Regions from separate parts of the Sus scrofa genome. Here region 1 is linked to region 2. The links are chromatin contacts, called in public HiChIP or PLAC-seq maps. All regions are on one chromosome and are shown on one strand. The core of a region is the stretch at or near the end of the contact, and the rest is flanking DNA. Distances in the headings are between cores, read along the strand shown.

Evidence for each region. HiChIP or PLAC-seq counts read pairs in DNA pulled down with a chosen protein or histone mark.
Region 1: an H3K27ac HiChIP or PLAC-seq map of alveolar macrophages shows a contact between it and region 2. The contact joins two enhancer-like sites. A contact is called at or near these places in 2 of 47 Hi-C or Micro-C datasets (epiblast stem cells and subcutaneous adipose tissue) and 1 of 2 datasets of contacts at active chromatin or transcription factors (alveolar macrophages).

The regions. Positions count from the first base shown.
Region 1 is chr9:102,845,178-102,850,757 of Sscrofa11.1, reverse strand. All of the region lies in intron 2 of CCDC146 (coiled-coil domain-containing protein 146), which reads left to right. Among named protein-coding and RNA genes, the nearest start is that of FGL2, 21 kb to the left of the region's middle. Within about 2 kb of position 3,002, at least 38 of the 83 cell types and tissues checked have an H3K27ac peak or open chromatin away from gene starts, as enhancers often do. A contact at or near this core is called in alveolar macrophages and subcutaneous adipose tissue, where this site is marked.
Region 2 is chr9:102,763,258-102,769,131 of Sscrofa11.1, reverse strand. It overlaps GSAP (gamma-secretase-activating protein), which reads right to left. Exons shown (of 32, transcript XM_021102559.1): 21 at 5,213-5,341; 22 at 4,039-4,097; 23 at 3,328-3,359; 24 at 735-796. Among named protein-coding and RNA genes, the nearest start is that of GSAP, 71 kb to the right of the region's middle. Within about 2 kb of position 3,656, at least 28 of the 83 cell types and tissues checked have an H3K27ac peak or open chromatin away from gene starts, as enhancers often do. A contact at or near this core is called in alveolar macrophages and subcutaneous adipose tissue, where this site is marked.

The DNA.
Region 1 (5,580 bases), core at 1,753-4,252, 82 kb before region 2:
CCCTTAAAAGTCATTGATTTTATTTGAAAGTCTGCCATCATGAGGATAAAATATCCATTTTGAAGACTTGATATTTTCACACAAAACCTTTTTCATTGATTGCATTTTGCAGCCATAAGCAAATATTTGAATTCATTTAGTGTTTGGAATCAGGATATATCCACAGAGTAAATGAACAAAACTGTGTATGCATAGTTGAAAAAAAAAAGTCTACAAGGTCCATAAAAGTAACATAAATGAGCCTAACAGCCTAGGTGTAATACATTGTGCATTCATTGAATTGGTGGGGCAGACTGTGCTCCTTTTAGAAAAAGGGCAGTCTCTTTTATTACTTCTGCAAGTCAGTCTCTGCTAAATGCCAATTGATTGTTGGAATGTTGGAATATGAATCCAGTGTAATCAAATATAATAATTTTTCAAGAGAAGCTGAAAAATTCAGTTTTTTATGGCAAAATTTGCCAATTTTTAAAATCTTACCAGCTAATTTTCTAACTTAAAAAATTGTGCATACTAAAAACATCTGCAGACTTTTACTATTCACTGCTGGTTTGGAGTCTGGAGTGAAGTACACTATTGTGACATGAATTAAGGTCTATCTTATATATTTGAAGAGATATAGGTAATGTCTTACCTTCCTTTCCTGACAAATAAATATGTAGAAGTAGTTACACATCCTTAAATCATTACAGCCTATCAGGAATAACTGGAAATGTGGCATTTCCATGCAATTAGGCTATTTATTTTTGCCAGAAAGCACATTAAAATATTTTGTAATCACTGACTTAGTGAACTAGAAACAGCTGTGTTTGGTAGAATGTTAGAATCTATTTTTTAAAGGTTTTTTTTTTCATTTCTTCTCATTTTACTTTGGGTATCAACGTTTATATCAAGTGAAAAAAAGTTAAGATTACACTTGGTGATATTATATGGTTTTCTATCTTTTTTCCAAAACTAAAACAAGCTAAATAAAAAAAAAGAACCATATCTCCAAATATCATAAAAACCAGTTTTCTTGGAAAACTGTATTAATTTCTGAAAATTCCACCCATTTCTGAGGAAATTCCAAAATAATCTGTTATCAAATTGCAATAGGTAATCACTATCCATCTGTTACCACTAAATTATAGTATTTCTAGAAATTTCTAAGGTGACTAAATTGGTTCCTATTAGTACCTAAACGAAAAGATTCTGAGGATCTAACTTTTAACATATTATAATACCGATTTGGTTATTAAAAATTCTATTATCTTGCCTTTTAAAGAGTTTTTGTTAGGATATTGGATTTTATGATTTATTCATAGATTTGCATCTCTCAGATGCTTAAGTTTGACTCTCCAGTCTACTGACATTATTTATACTGAGTAATTATGGACAGAGTTACGCATCCTTGGAGGTAGATCATGATGAGTTGAGGACTTTTCTGGGTGGCAAGCTGTCAGGACAAAGTGTGACAATTTTTCTATTCATAGGCTTAAGGCTTATATTTTTATTCCAACCTGTATGGAGAATGTGTATTCCTCATAAAATCAACCATTCCATAAATCTTCTACAATAAATGCTAAGTGTATGTCCTCTTACCTTTATAGTAAGGGGCCCACACGCACATACACACACATACACCCTTCAGGCTGCTGGTGTTCTTTCTAGACTGACTTCTTTACAGTCTTTCAGCGATATCCTTGATCCTTTTGGTCCAATTCACATGCGTACACTGAGAGACAAAGTTATACATTGAGATATCCTTCCGTGGTATGCCAAACTTTCATGCCACACCCCTTCTTCAGACATGTGCTGAGCACCTGTTATTGCCATGTCCTATACTACGTTCTTGGGGCGCCAAAATGATCCCCAACTTAGGAGAGCTTCCCACCTCATAGATACACACCTTAGCATGATTTCAACCTAACAAGATAAGTACTCTAATTGAGGAATGTGTGAGATAATTATGGCCTCATTGATTAAATACTTTTGAGCCACTTGGGTGTCAAGCACTGTTCTAGATGCTCAGGATATATCAAGTGAATAAGAGAGCCAAGGATATTCCGCCCTAATTGAAACATTTGGACAATACACCAGGTTATAAAGATTGGCCTCTATTTTCATGGTTAATTATTTTGCTGAACCAAATTGTATAGCTTCTGCACACTAAAAGTAAACACCCAAAAATGAAACTGCAAAACCAGTTTCACTTACAGTAGAATCAAACAGAATAAAATACTTTGGAATATATTTAACCAAAACTAAAGGGCTTGTCCAAATATGCAGCCAGGATTTACAGCCCCTTATCAGAGGATTAGCAAGAGTGGAACTCATACATCCTCCTCTTCTGTTTCCAAGTTTCCATTTTCGGTGTCATGGGGAAGTACAAGCTGAAACTTGGGGGTTTTGTTCTTTTTCAAAGATCACTTCTTCGATTAGCAGTGAAAAGCTTCACTATCTGTCACGATCCCCCTGCTAGAAGGGGAAGTGGCAGCGCCGCCCCCGCGCACACACACACACACACACACACTGCTGGCACCCGGGCTTCCCAGATGCCTCTCAGCTAAATGAATTGTTATTTATGAATAATGGGAAGAACCCTCTGGGCAGAAGCATCTTCAAAGCAGGAAGGTGGGCACCAGAGGCCCCAAGTTTCTTTGTTGTGGGAAGTGTCTATGTCCTTTTTCTGGAACCTCCCAGCCCAGAGCAGGGGGCGCCAGTGGAGACGGCCAGTGCTCTCAGCACAAAGAGGAGCCCGAAGAAGGGTGGGCAGGTGCAGCAGCGGGGAGATCGGCCAGGTCCAGGGATCAAGGACCCAGCCCGCCCTGCTCTAGGCTCCCCCCCATTTACAGCGACAGCGCCTCAGGCACAGGGCAGGGGCCTCGGTCTGTGGTCTGTGATCGGTGTAGTGAAAAGATCTATACAGTTGACTGTGTTCCTAACTCTTGCCTGTGAGAGCTGCTCTGGTCTCTAAGGCCCCCACCCGGCCCTCCGCAGCTCCTTGAGGTCTGTAAAGGTGACCTAGAGGTGGGGCCGATGCGGGTGAGGAACCGAAAGCCGATTGGTCAGAGTCAGCAGCAGGCAACAGAGTTCTTTGCGGGGCCCACGCCACTCGGGCCCCCCACTCATACTCTACTGGTTCCTGTTTTTGTGACTTTAGTCATTCGTGGTTTGAACCCGGCTCTGTTTCCATACTCCACTATGTTCTGACCTCGTATAAACAGACTCCTCAGGACTCTGGCCCAGTTAGCTTTTCTGCTCTTAACCATTCGTTCCCCTTTGAAGTTCAGAAAGAGGCATCTGGGTTTTAATCTGGCTCATTTCCTGCCTCCTGGGCTCACAGCCACCCCAACCTGCTATCATATTTTTCCCATGATCTTTGGAAATGGTCTGGGATGGAGGGTGGAAATCATTTAATCAAAGGATAAATGATTGTGAAAATTCCAAGCAATGGCAGATTCACTGGGACAAATGTGAGTGTTTTAAAGGAATGTCACTCATTAGCATCTAAGTGCTCAGACATGCTTTTTATTTATTTGGCTGTGTGTGTTATCTTCAAATTATTGTAAGAACTTTGAAGTCTTACCCAGAGCTAAGCACCTGCATTGCTTACCACAGTGTCCATTGCATCTGACACCCTAATTCTGGGAGGCCCCATTTGCCAGTTGCGGCCTCCCCCTTGCATTCCTGTGGTCGGCCACCAAAGGAGGAACAAGACAGCTGTGGGAAACAGCCCCAGATGTCCCTGCTTATCCTGTGAGCCTTGCCAACCACGCAGAAGGGAGAAGGGAAGCTATGGGTGAGGCAGCCAGTTTTGTGTGGCCCATTCTCTGCTCTTTCAAGTTTCATGTTCAGGCTAAATTACCTTATTCTTTTCCTCTTTTTCCACCTGCTTTCTCTGATGGGTAATTTAGAATTGAAGTGAGTGAATGAACAAGAGTTCTTCCAGCTACATCACTGGTTTTAAGATAAGCTTAAATGAAGACAATTTAAAGAGTATCACCAAGTGCTTATACTAGATTATGTGCTGAGGCTGGGGGACGAAGACAGCAGGATTCCTGTTATCGAGGCGGACACAGCCTCATGGGGAAGACATATTTAGACTTACGTTGATAATAGGATACAATGGGCACAAAAATAGATGCATCTAAAAACATAGGCGCAATAGAGAGAAAGAAGTAATTCCACCTTAGATGGCTCTTGAATGAGCCGCAGGTGGTGACCACTGAGATGTTTTAAAGGAAGAGTAAGAGTTCTCCAAGTGGACAGGAGACAGAAACTGAAGCCGGGGCAATATAACAGGTTAAGATGTGGTATAGAACTGTATTCGTTTTCTATTGTTCTCCTTACAAATCACCACAACTTTGGTGGCTTAAACAACACAAATCTATTATAGCTCTGAAATTCAGAAGTCCAGTGTGGGTCTCCCTGGGCTAAAATCCAGGTGTTGACAGGACTGCATTCTTTTCTAGGGGCTCTAGGGGAATATCTGGTTCTTTTCCTCTTCCGACCTCTAAAGTCTGCCCATATTTCTTGTCTTGAGAGCCTCTGACCAAGTCCTTCTCAAACTTCAATCTTTCCTTCTTCCGTTTCATCTCTCTTAACATCTTTCTTAACAAGAAATAGTCTCTGCTTTAAAGGACTCATGTGATGAGACTGGGCCCAGCCCGATAACCCACAATAATCTCGTCACCTTAAGGTCCGTATCTGCAAAGTCCCTTTTGCCATATAAAGTACCACATCTACACAAAACAAGGATCAGAATGTGGACATCTTGGGCGGTACCAGAAGGGGATCATTCTGTCTACCACCACAGGAGGTATTATAGAACTGATACAGTCACAGCAGGTGTAGAAAGAAAAGAGACAGGCTTGGAGAGGGTGGCAGATAATAAAGTCCTTTGTATGCCATTTTAAGGGACCTAGACTTAATCCTGAAGGTGACAGGATCCTCTGAAGGATTTTAATTGTGTGTGTGTGTGTGTGTGTGTGTGTGTGTGTTTGAGAAAGATCAATACAAGTCCTTATTTATTTGTTTTCTTTCTTTTTGGAGTCGCTCCTGTGGCATATGGAAATTCCCAGACTAGGGGACAAATCGGAGCTGCAGCTGCCAGTCTACACCACAGCCATGGCTACACCAGATCCAAGCCACATCTGCAACATACTGCACAGCTTGCGGCAATGCTGGATCCTTAACACACTGAGCAAGGCCAGGGATCATACCCACATCCTCACGGACAATACATCAGGTTCTTAATCCACTGGGACACAATGAGAACTCCTGAAAATTATGCTTTAGATAGAGCACTCTGCTGGCAGCATAAAGGACAGATTCAAGGGAACACAACTTGAAGTCAGGGAAAGTGCTTACTTATCTATTGCCACATTCTCAATAGGAAGTGATGAAGGCTTGTGTATAACACTATGTAGATTCTGTTTATTCTATGAAACTGTCTGACAATATCTAGTTCAACAGAACCTGTGCACGAAATGCTCCATAACGTCAAAGATCTCTCTAAAAAATGGTCACCTTTACATTGATATCATATCATTTAAGCAAACCATTGCATGTGTTCCAGGATTGGGTGAAGATTGTTCTCTA
Region 2 (5,874 bases), core at 2,407-4,906:
GTCAATTCTCAGAGAAATTTCATTGGCTTTTGGGATGTAATTTTATTAAACTTAGGCACTAAGCATATGGAAATAAAATACTGTTTTCCATTATTTTTCCTAACTGGTTATTTCTATTTGACAAGGAAATTTTGTTTGGCTAGAATTTTTAAGTGTATGCATATGGATTTACACACATTTTTCTCATATTTTTAAACTAGCCATATCTAAAGTAATAGGTTATTCCATTTCTAGGCCTGTAGAGTAATAAAAATATTTTATTAGGCTTTTCAGATATTTTTTTGGTTTTTTTAAGATTTGGATTTATTTGCCAATTCTGCTCTTTAATTAATTTATTTTGATTTCTATCTCTTTGGCCTTCGTAGGAGTAGGACCTCATGAAAAAGAAAACTTTATTCCATGGTATTTTAAACCCAAATACAAATGTCACAGAGACACTGCTCTTTCCTATTTTAAACACTCTCAATGCTATACATTTCCTAATGATGTTTTATAATTATACATGTATTGGGGTGACTGGCTAATTTGTGTCTCTCTCATAAAACTACCCATACCAAGAGGGCAGAAATCACATATGCATTCCTTACCACTGAACACACAGGGCCTAAAGTGAGTGGCTGGCAACAACTATGCATTAACGGAATGAGTAAAAAATAAGACCAGAATGAGAGGTACAACCTTGCCCTTTTCCCTTTTCTTGGAGCCCACTGTTCAACATCCTGCAGAGCACTTACCAGCCCCATAAGCAGCCGCTGGTGGTTGTCTTCCTCTTGGAAGAGGGGTGTTAACCTTGGCTCTGAAATGAAGCGGAGCAATAGTCAAGCAGGGTGGTTTTCAGGAAATGGGCTGGAAGGATGAGTCATCAGCCTGAGTTCCCTTCTCTAAGTCGCTGGGAAAACACAGCACTTCCTTGATGGGATGGAAATCTTGCCATGCACTGTGAACTAGTCCTGCAGGCTGGAACTTAGCACTCAGGTGAGAGCTGTGAGCCAGAGAGGTGGGGGCTGGGAGCCAGAGAGGTGGGGGCTGGGAAAGAAAGAGAACAAGGAACACATTCCCAACTCCAAGACTCCCTGGCTTTGACTTCTCTTCAGTGTGAAAACTCACTTCTAAGCATTGCTGCGTCACCAGAGACTGAAGGACGCAGGCCCTCTCTTAACCCAGGAACAGGAACTTGGTGGAAGGGCTGCTTGAGTCCCTTCTTTCTGACCCCAGTCATAGTTGATTGAGTTACCGAGGTGAGGGGACCGGTCAATTACTGCGGCAAATGATAACTGGCACAAGGTAATTGAAAAACTAGCTAGATCGGGATGGAAAAGAGACATGGAAGGTTACATCAGATGGTGCTTTCTGCACCATGATGTGTACGGCACAGGCGAGACTGGAGGGGCAAACCATGTGTCTTTGAAGATCTGCCCTGGCCTCCCTGACAGAACCTTCGTGCCCATCTTCCTCTCCCAGAACCCAAGCCCCAGCACGGGTCAAGAGGGCAGAACTGCTTCTGCACCCCTTGGGATAAATCCTGTCTGGATCCTACCCGACCTGCCTGATTAAGATGAAACAATACAAAACTAGAGCCCAGCAGCCCTGAATCACACAGAGAATGTTCTGTTTTCTGACACTGATGACATTCTTTCTAGGGAACTAGCACAAGCAAAGCCCGTGAGAGGAAGGGCCAAGTTCCCTGAAGTGCAACAAGAGAGAATGACTAGTGATAGGATGCAAATGGGCCTAAAGTTCAGGAGCAGAAGGAGCTCTGACAGGACACAGGAACAGAGGACACACGGAAGCCCTGGCCAGACCAGCCACACTTCCCATGTTGCAAGTCCCCCATCAGTGCAAGGGGGGAGCCTGAATCCCACACGTTCATGTGTGCCTGGCCTACTGCTCCTGCCTGGTGCTGGTGGAAGACCCGGGGCTTCAGGCCTAATGGCTTGGTCCCCTGGGGCTGCTCAGTGAAGTCACAGCTCACAGGGCCATGCGCACAGCTACAGGATATGAGCCAATGCACTGTACAAAATCATTTCCTCTGGGGTCACCCTGCATGTACCTCAGTGGCCAAGGCTGTAACATGGAAGTGGGGTATAAAAACAACAGCTCTTTTTTTTTAACAGAAGCTGACCTTTAGGAGGTGTGAAAGAGTTCCACTGACAAAACCACAGAAAAGCCTGTGTGTGCATATGCTGAGCATCCTCTTCCCCTGGTTTCCCTCAGCTGAGTCCCCCTTGTTTGTCAAGACTTGGCTTCCACATCACCCTCTCTGAGAAGCCTTTTCCAACCACTGTCCCTACTCCCCACAAGCCCTCACCCCTGCAGCCTGCAGCTGCACAATGCCAGCCCTCTAGTTTAGAAGCTGTGTGTTAGCATTGCTTCCTCACATGCTAAAGATAAAGCAGCCCCCTAGGGCATCCCAGCACCAAGCCAGGGACTGGGCCCTACAAACATTTCCTCTCATTTTCTTCCCACCCTTGCCCTGGGAAGGACAACACACAAAATGAATAAATGGCTTGCCTGGGAGTACAGAGTCAACATGTGGCCAAGCTGGAGCCCAGTTCTGTCTGCTTTGAAGCCATGCTCCTCCCTCATAACCACACTGCTTGTCTAGAGGCCCCTCGTCTTCGCACCCCATGACCTAGCCTCCTACCCCCGTGAGCTAATAACCCAAATGAAAGGACCATGCAAGTCAAAGACCCTTCCCTCATCAGACAGCTGGAGAGAAAGCAGCCTTAAGCCGAGGGAAGTATACTATTCAGGTACAGCAGAGGGCATGTTAATTAGATCAGCTCTATGAGGAAATGTAAGGAAAATCAACAGTGGACTTGTATTTGCCAAGGACGTGGCAGGGTGCAGAGGGATGGCCAGGGAGTTTGCAGTTAGTAGATGCAAACTATTACATTTAGAATGGATAAGCAATGAGGTTCTACTCTATGTACAGAACAGGGAAGTATGTCCAATTTCTTGGGATAGAAAATGATGGAAGATAGTATGAAAAAAGAATATATATATTTTTTCATATTATTACAAGGTCACTTTGCTGTACAGCAGAAATGGAAGGAACATGGTAAATACTTTAATTTAAAAATTTTTAAAAAGAAAAGAAAACAAACAGTCAAAGACTCCTCTGGCAAAGGCACGTTCAGCGGCTGTCCCCAAAGGACCTGATGCCAAGAGAGGCGTGAAAGGAGCTGGGTGACCATTCTGATGGGAAGATAGGAAAGGGTGCTATTGGAAGTGATTTCCCTGCCAACCCACAGTGGGAGGGAGAACCATGTTACAAACAAAATATGGTATGAAACCCAGAAGGCTTCATTACAGGTCTTTTCTTACCCGCACTCCTTGCTTCTAGGTTAGAAATCACCCTACAAAGAAATTAGCCAATGTTATTCACACAGGAAGCATTATTTAAAAGAAAAAAAAAGCCACAATACCATACAGAGACAATGTCCTTTAAAAGCCCATAAAACCACTGCAGAAACTGTTTTCGGGCTGTTGCAAACCTCAAAAACTTTAATCAACTTGGCAAAAGCCACATTAGGCAATTATAAAATCTCATAAGTCTTTAGTGCAAACAATGACAATAACGTAGAACAATTGCGGCACTCAGTTATTGGAAATAATGGGAACAGAAAATAGAACAGGAATTGGAACGGAGCCTATGCTTGTAAGCACTCCGAGATGACTCATCTACCCAGAAAATACACTTTCAAAACAAGAGCAGGCTCACCAGCCCACTAACACTTTTTAAAAATCAAACCACTGTTTGTACCCACCCCTAACATGCTCAGTTAATAAACGCTTTCTTTACCACTTTTTCCTACTAAGTCATCCACCCCCAGGATGTGAATCTAAAAAGTTTAACACATAAACTTTTCCCACTAGAAACTGCAGCTCCAAACTCAAGACTAGGGTGCAGGTGGCTGCATTCCTAAGCAGACAGCATCATCTTGCTAAGGTTACACAACACAAGTAAACTATTTTCCTGAGTTAACTGTAAAAGATAGCTATCTTACAGCTAAACTAATCCCTCGTTTTACTTACTTCATTGCATTATCAAGAATATTTCTCACATACACCATCGACCTTCTTTTTCTTGTTTTCTACAAATGAGGACACATCAGAGGTGTGGAAGTTGAAATTTTGTGGGTGACATTTTACACACGGAGTCATAATGCAGTAAGAGTTAAGAGTTCAGAAAAAGAGATACTTTCCAGGTAATCAGAACACCTAGATTCTTTAAAAATACTAGTAAAAAAAAAAAATCAGTTTTTGGAGTTCCTGTTGTGGCTCAAAGGTTAGCAAACCCAACTAGCATCCGTGAGGACTCGAATTCGATCCCTGGCCTTGCTCAGTGGGTTAAGGATCCTGCATTGCCTTGAGCTGTAGTGTAGGTTGCAGATGTGGCTTGGATGGATCTGGTATTGCTGTGGCTGTGGCGCAGGCCGGCAGCTGTTAGCTCCCATTGGACCCCTAGGCTGGGAACCTCCAGATGCCATGGGTGCAGCCCTAAAAAGACAACCCCCCCCCCCCAAAAAAAAAGTTTTATTCTGAAACCATTACATATCTCCAAGGAGTTAAAAGTCACCTATATATTATGTACAATAACACCACAACTATATCAACAATGCTACTTAGAGAGTTCACGTACCCTCCCCCACCCCAGTGTTTACATCTCATATAAATAACTATAGTGCAACACCAAAATCAGGAACATGGCACTGGTACATTGAGTGTGTACTTCTGCCACACTTTGAACACATGCATAAATTCACATACCACGAGGTACCACCCAATCAAGACACACAACAGCTCCATCACCTCGAAGATCTCCCCTTGCCTACCCTTTACAGGGGTCACAGTCACTCTTCTGCTTTTCAACCATCCCACATGCCCAGCAGCCACTAATTTGGGAACACTTGGATTTGTTTAAATCAATTTATCATGGAGTAATGCAAGAAAACAGGTCAGTCCTGCTTTTTCTATGGACATGCCATGTGTGTCTCTTAAACTCTTTGCATTGCGTTTCCTCTTCAAGAGGAGAGAGATCAGAGAAGCACCTTGGTCAGCCTACCGGACGTTAGCAGCACCCATCAACAGCGCCTGGCAGCTGGGGAGAGCGCTGTGGACAAAGCTAGCCTTGTGACCTCAGGGCATCATCTGACCTTTATCCACTAAGTTTCTGCTTCTAGCTTTGCTCTCAGGAACCCACACGTACCTCTTCCGAGATCAGGCTGAGCCACTCTCTCCTGACCATGCTGTTGTTATAGTGTAAGTGTGGCTTGGAGTACTTAACATATTCCAGGTTGGCATTCAGTTTTTCCCAGTAGCCCTTAAAGCTGTGCACCTGCGGGAGACAAACACACCAAGAGCTTGAGAAGCAGGTCCTGTGGCCCAAACTACCTGCTTGGGCCATGCAGGCCTTGCAGCCAAGCTGGGCTCACCTCACAGCCTCAGCTCTCGTGAGGCAGCATTTCTGAGTGAATACTTCCTACAGTGGATGGCATCCTTGTCCCAAGAGGAATTCTAAAATAGAGAGGCTCAAGGAGTCTTGCCTCCCTCCTTCCTTTTGAGCCCCTTTTGCACAGAGAGCAAGCTGCTCATGTCCCCAAACCAGCAGGACTCCCCTGGGTGAGGGCTAAGCTACACTGAACAGAGTGAGTCATTTCTTCCCCAGAGACCCACGTTGTGTCAACAATGCCCTGGTCAGTGAGAGAATGCTCACCAGATTTGCAGCACATGGAAAAATAGATTTACTTTCTGCTAAGTTTATTGACTTCCAAAGGATCTTTTTCAAAACTCAGGAATCAGAAAGGTAATGTAAACTGCTGTCACATTCAAGGTGTCAAATACTCCAAGACAGGATTGATAGTCATCCAT